2 separate regions of the Pan troglodytes genome follow, and region 2 is linked to region 1. Evidence: chromatin contacts called from public Hi-C data. All regions are on one chromosome and are shown on one strand. The core of a region is the stretch at or near the end of the contact, and the rest is flanking DNA. Distances in the headings are between cores, read along the strand shown.

The links. A called contact is a pair of places that touch in the nucleus more often than the background predicts.
Region 2: a Hi-C map of stem cell-derived neural progenitor cells shows a contact between it and region 1, with 6 times the contacts expected there. The contact joins the promoter of NFAM1 here to the promoter of NDUFA6 in region 1. A contact is called at or near these places in 1 of 7 Hi-C or Micro-C datasets (stem cell-derived neural progenitor cells), 1 of 1 datasets of contacts at active chromatin or transcription factors (stem cell-derived excitatory neurons) and 1 of 1 other capture datasets (stem cell-derived neural stem cells).

The regions. Positions count from the first base shown.
Region 1 is chr23:44,086,163-44,089,538 of NHGRI_mPanTro3-v2.0_pri, forward strand. It overlaps NDUFA6 (NADH:ubiquinone oxidoreductase subunit A6), which reads right to left and starts at 1,749. Exons shown (of 3, transcript NM_001071791.1): 1 at 1,611-1,749. The coding sequence starts at 1,749. LOC134809697 reads left to right here and starts at 1,849. Exons shown (of 5, transcript XR_010156048.1): 1 at 1,849-2,183; 2 at 2,299-2,602.
Region 2 is chr23:44,432,889-44,436,083 of NHGRI_mPanTro3-v2.0_pri, forward strand. NFAM1 (NFAT activating protein with ITAM motif 1) reads right to left here and starts at 1,651. Exons shown (of 6, transcript XM_063808074.1): 1 at 1,512-1,651.

The sequences.
Region 1 (3,376 bases), core at 499-2,998:
CTCTTCCCTTGCTTTCTAGGCTCCTGTAGCCCTCTGCCTTCTTTTCCTCCTCTCAAGACCCTTCTGACTTTGGGACTTTCTTCCCAAAACAGAATTTGAGGGAAGGTCTTGGGAGGGGTCGGTTTAGAAAGAGCTGGATCCTCAGAGTCAGGATACCTGGGTTCTGTCTTCTACTTGGCCACTGATTTACCCTTCACAAGCCACCCTTTTTGAATGTGGTCCTCCTTCCCCCAGCACCTTCCTCCTGCAACCAGAGAGGGTTCTGGGTACTCCTAGAAGTATTCTGCCAGGCAAACATTATGTTTTCAAACTGCTGAATTTGAATACACCACCCCGAAACACACACACACACACACTGCTACAGTCACTCCCCACACACATCTTTTATCTGCCTGCCCCTGAAGGCATCTGAATTTGCAGTCCCTGAACCAGCAGATCACTCAAGTTTCTCCTTCTCTAGTATCGCGTGGGTTTAAGTTCTGGTCAGTAGCAATTTTTCCAAAAGTCAGCTTGAAGACAGGGACTCTGTGGAGCAGACACAGTTCTCATATGTCAAAGAACCGGGTTCTGCTTGGAAGCTGCTGCTAAGGAAAGCCCTATAAATAACAAAAATAACAACAAAAACAACGGCAGCAGCTAATATTTAATGAGTTAAATATGCATCAAGCCCTGTTCTAAGCACTCTAGATATTTTAACTTAATACAGTAACCTTCTGAAAAAGGAATTATTATTCCCATTTTAAAGATGAAGAAACTGAGGAACAGATGAAATAACTGGCCCAAGGTCACACAGCTAGTTGAGGGCAGCGCCTGAAGAAAAGTCCGTGCTCCTAACCACCACATTCTACCGCCTTTTCACACACACAAGCAGGGACTCGACAGCCCTGAGGAGTGGCACCGTGCTCCAGCTCACTCAAAAACACCTCTTTCTCGCACTTTGGGAGGCCGAGACGGGCGGATCACGAGGTCAGGAGATCGAGACCATTCTGGCTAACACGGTGAAATCCCGTCTCTACTAAAAATACAAAAAAAAAAAAATGGCCGGCGTGGTGGCGGGCGCCTGTAATCCCAGCTATTCGGGAGGCTGAGGCTGAGGCAGGAGAATGACGTGAATCCGGGAGGCGGAGCTTGCAGTGAGCCGAGATCGCACCACTGCACTCCAGCCTGAGCGACACAGCGAGACTCTGTCACAAACAAAAAAATCCAACGGGCATCTATAATTACACTCTGCAACTCTAGACTTTGGGTTCTGGGTACAACAGTGGCTCGGCCTGGGCCCTGGGCACATCACTTCACCTCTCGGTGCCTCCGCTGCCTCACCCACAAAGTGAGTGTGTCACTGACAGTCATCGTCCTCCCGCCAATTGCGAGGGACAAAAGAGACCAAAGCTCCGATAGCACGTACGAATGCTAGGCACGGCCGGTCTGATCACCGCGCCGCCGCCAGGTCCGGCCCATGGTAGGCTCGGGTGACCCTCTTCCCCTGAAGCACCCGCAGTCGCCTCTGCCCAAGTTGGTGACCTCAGCTCGGCCCATGAGAAGCCCCGGCCGGGCCGGCTACGACCTTGAGCGGCGGCCTCCGGGTCCCCACGTAAGCCGCTACCTCTCACCAGTGTTCGGCACCTCCCGATACCAGGCGCGGTAGAGCTCGCGCACCCTCCGCTTGGCCTCGTTCATGTCCCGACTGAAAATGGGCTTCACGAAGGTGCTGGCGGTAGAAGTAGCTTGGCGGACGCCGCTCCCCGCCATCTTGCCAAAGCATCCACTCCACAACCCCACCCCTTTGCAAGCAGCGCGTGCGGACCGCGGGCGAATGTCTTTTCCCATTGGCTAAGGAGGAACGCCCCGCCTGTATGCTGGGTGGGCGGGAGGATGACTCTGAGGCTCTCGGATTGGCTGGGAAGCCTCTCTCTGGCTGAGCGAACGGTGGGTGCTGCGCATGCTCATCTACAGAAACGCCGCTTGGCCTTTGGACTACACCGTCTGTCGCTCTAACGAGCCGGCGTCGCCGCCAGGGGACGCTCGGGCCGCAGGAAGGTCGCTGGGTCGTGAGCTGGCGCCGGGGACGCCGAGCGACTGCGGGGTTTCCCTCAGCGTCCTGCTATCCGGCTGCCCGCCGCGCTCCTTGGTAGTGTCCGTGGGAGCGCAGGCCTTGAAGAACCTCCTCGTGGCGGGCCCCCGAGGTAACTGCTGAGGCAGATAATGGCGCCTGGGCTGCGGTGGGGCTTGCCCTGCCGCCTGGCGGCTTTCTGCAGGGCCAGGATATACTTACTTTTCTGTAAACCAACTCTTCCTTAGCGCAGGAGAGGTGTCAAAGAGCTGGCGCGTCTCCAGAGCCCCGGGAGGAAGGCTGTAACGGCAGCCCCATCGTAGACAGGGACATTCGCATCCCGAGCCCTGGATCTCTGAAAACCAGCCCAGAATTTGGAAGCTGGAAGGAACTTTAGATCGTCCATTCTGAGTGTCTCTCTTCGCTGGCGTTTTCCCACTGAGGTTATGTAAACATGAAGAGGAGCCTACAAGTGTCAAGGAAAAAACGACAGCTAACCACAGGGCAGGCCATGGGCAAGATATCTCAGTGTTCTCCGCTCTCATAGGTCAGGTAGGTACCATCAGCATCCCCATTTTACAGGTGAGGAAACTGAGATGGCCCAGAGTCTAGGTCACCTGACAGATCGCCCCCACCTGCCTGACTGCTGCCTAAGAGGCTCCGTCTTTTTCTGAAGGTGTAGTTGACAGGAGCCTGTGAGTATTGGGGAAGGGCCAGGGGCCGGGGCTGAGCATCTACTCCAAACTTTCCCATTTCGAAGGGTTAAAAAACCAGATATACTTTTTTCTTCCTTATTATCTTCTAAAATGTATATATATATTCAAGTGAGCTATACAAAAGAAAGCACGTAACATATATAAATTATAAAGCATAATAATAAAATGGAAGCTTTTGAACCTCAGTACTGACTTAAGAAGTTGTAACACAGTTAAGGTTTGTATAAAGTGTCCTTAGATGTCCTTAGTAGCCACTGTTCTCTAGTTCTCTAGGTACATTAACTTGGCTAGGCTTCACAACACACCAGTGAGATTGTGTTGATATACCCTTTTTTTTTTTTTTTTTTGAGACAGAGTGAGACTCACCTAGGCTGGACTGCAATGGTGCAATCTCGGCTCACTGCAACCTCCGCCTCTCGTGTTCAAGCCATTCTCCTGCCTCAGCTTTCCGAATCGCTGGGATTACAGGTGCGCACCACCATGCATGGCTAATGCTTGTATTTTAGTAGAGATGGGGTTTTGCTATGTTGGCCAGGCTGGTCTCAAACTCCTGACTTCAGGTGATCCACCCACCTCGGCCTCCCAAAGTGCTGGGATTACAGGTGTGAGC
Region 2 (3,195 bases), core at 401-2,900, 350 kb after region 1:
AAGTGCTTCTCCTGCCTCAGCCTCCCGAGTAGCTGGGATTACAGGCATGTGCCACCACGCCCGGCTAATTTTGTATTTTTAGTAGAGATGGCATTTCTTCATGTTGGTCAGGCTGGTCTCGAACTCCCAACCTCAGGTGATCCGCCCACATCAGCCTCCCAAAGTGCTGGGATTATAGGTGTGAGCCACTTTGCCCAGCTGGTCTCTGTTTTCAGTTTAGTTCCACAAACACTTATTATGTGCCTACTGCGTGCCAGGCATTGGGCAGACAAAACGTAAGTCATGGTTTTGCCCTCAAGGCGCTCCCTGTCCAGGGAGAAAAACAGATCCCCTACCCACGACCACCTCCAAGATTTCTTTTTCTTTTTTTCTTTTTCTTTTTTTTTTTTTTTGAGACAGGCTCAAAAAAGACTCCACTAGGCTGGAGTGCAGTGGCATGATCTCAGCTCACTGAAATCTCTGCCTTGCGGGTTCAAGTGATTCTCCCGCCTCAGCCTTCCGAGTAGTTGGGATTACAGGCGCCTGCCACCACACCTGGCTAATTTTTGTATTTTTAGTAGAGATAGGGTTTTACCATGTTGGCCAGGCTGGTCTCGAACTCCTGATCTCAGGTGATCTGACCGCCTTGGCCTCCCGAAGTGCTGGGACTACAGGCGTGAGCCACCGCACCCGGCCTCAATCCAGGATTTTCAAATGCCCCAGCGAGCAAGTGGCAGCTGAGAGGCCTCCATCCGGGACACAGTGAGGTCCTGAGCTCTTCATGGTTCCTTTCTGCACAGGAAGCAGAACTGCCATGGGAAGGAGCTCCCTCTGCTCCCCGCTGCGGCTGCGAAAATCACTTCCTTCCTCCCCAAAGACTCCAGCACCAAGAGGAGCTGAGCCGACCAGCAGGAGGGACCCCTCAGAATGACCCTCTGAGCTGGCTTCACTGAGGCAAAAAGGGTTCCAGGGTACTCAGGGGCCGATCCACCCTCGCTCTCAAACACCCTCACTATCAAAAAGGGCAGCCTCCATCCTAGGAGCAGCCGGGTTTACCTCTGGGGCCGTCTTGTGCCTCGCAGTGGCCCTGCAGCTGGGTGGCGCTGACCCCACCAGAGGCAGGCAGACCCACCTGGAGGCCATCTGCCTGCAGGCTGCCCGGGCTGGAAGCCTGGCCTGGCTTGTCTCCAGAATCCCCTCTCAGTTCCAGCTGCTTGTATTTTTGGCTCTTAAGCATTTGTTTCATGCCAGACACCGTTCTAAAGGCTTTTCTTGTACTTCAGCCCTCATAGAAACCTTGTATGGGAGGTGTTATGACTGCTCCTGCTTCGCAGATGAGGAAACTGGAGTTCAGAGAACACAAGCCACTTGCCCAAGGCCACACAGCGAAGACGCAGTGGAACAAGGGCTCCAGCTCCCGGGACCTGGCTTTAACCACTGCGCTCTCCTGCAATTCACCTGGTCCTTTAATCAGGGCAGATATTATACGCCTCAGCTGACATATTTAGTGAGGGAGAAAAACAGTGACTCACCTGCTTGAGGTCACAGAGGGGACCCGGGCTTTTCTACTGGACACATACCATGGTCCCCCTGCTATGCTCAGTTTCCGGGAGGCAGCAAGGAGCTAGTGCCCACTCCCCAACCCCACCACACCAAAAGGAATCTTCAAGATCTAGAAGAAACAAAAAACAAAGGTGGCATGATTTTTTCTTTTTGTCTTTTTTTTTTTTTTTTTTTTTTGAGATGGAGTCTCGCTCTGTCACCCAGGCTGGAGTGCAGTGGTGCGATCTTGGCTCACTGCAACCTCCTCCTCCCAGGTTCAAGTGATTCTCCTGTCTCAGCCTCCCAAGCAGCTGGGATTAAAGGCACCCACCACCACACCCGGCTACTGTTTGTATTTTTTAGTAGAGACGGGGTTTTACCATGTTGGCCAGGCTGGTCTCGAACTCCTGGCCTCAAGTGATCCGCCCGCCTCGGTCTCCCAAAGTGCTGGGATTACAGGTGTGACCTACCATACCCGGCCACAATTTTCAACATTTATTCCACGTCCACCATGTGCCAAGGTTCTGGGAGGCTCGGGCCCTTGACACAACCATGTCCCTGAAAGAGATGAGCACAGAACCAGGAGGCCCTCAGACAACAGACGCCAGAGCCACCAAGTCCCCCACTAACGGTGCCACCCACTTCCCCTCCTGGCCACGCAGGACAGCCCCAGGGTTGGCCTGTGCTGATGGTGCCACCTGGTGGTAGACATGGGAACGCCCTCACCTGAGATTTCCTCTCCGTGACCCTTCTTCCCCTTCTAGGGGTCCTGGGCTGCCCTGAGGCCACCGCCTAGCAAGATCAAGATACGGCTTGAGCGGCAGTGGGATAGGGCAGTGGGGGTTCCGGGGGGGTCCGGTGCAGGCAGAACCAGGAGTGTGCCGGCGGAGGGCTGTGGGTACAGGGTGCAGGGCGTGGCGGCTGCAGGACCTCAGCTTGCCTCTTTAAATCCCTTCCTGGGCACCGCGGTGGCCCGGCTCTTTCCCCTTGTGCTGTTTCTGCTGGAAACGCCGCACAATCTCCTCTGGGGCAGCCTCCAGCGGAGACGGTTATTGGCCGCCAGGCAAGCCAGTCCCATCCTTCCCAGCAACTAGGACTTTCCGGGCAGGGCTCCCCAGCGCGGGTTCAGCTAATTAAGGAAGCAATTAGCCTCCCCTGAGGCTATTCATGCTTCCTCACCCACAGTTCTCAGGTTCTGTGAGACCAGAGCCTCAGTCTCCCATGAGCAGAGGGTGTGTGTGGCTGCCACTAATCTGCAGACACGCTGGCTCCACCCCAGAGAGTTGCAGGGCCAGGAAATCTGCATTTAAACAGACCCTGGCTCTCACACTTCGGAAACTGCTCGAAGCACCTCTCAAATATGGGACAGGTTTGATACTCCCTCCCCCTCTCCGTTCCCCCGCTTCTCCCTTCTTCGCCCTCCTTCCCACTTCCTCCCTCCTCCCCGCCCCTTCTGCCCCCCACCTGCCCTCCCTCCCTTCCTTCCTTCCTCCTCCTCCCGACAACCTTTCTCCCCTCCCCACTCCCTCCCCTCTCCCTCCTCCTTGTAGGGTCAGCGCCGCGTCCTGGGAAGGGCCAGGGGCTCTGGTGTGAGCTCAGTTTGCATCCCAGCCTTGTCTCCTCAGGCGTTGAAGTGGGGGGCAGTTTCTGCATCCACAAAATGGGGATGAAATA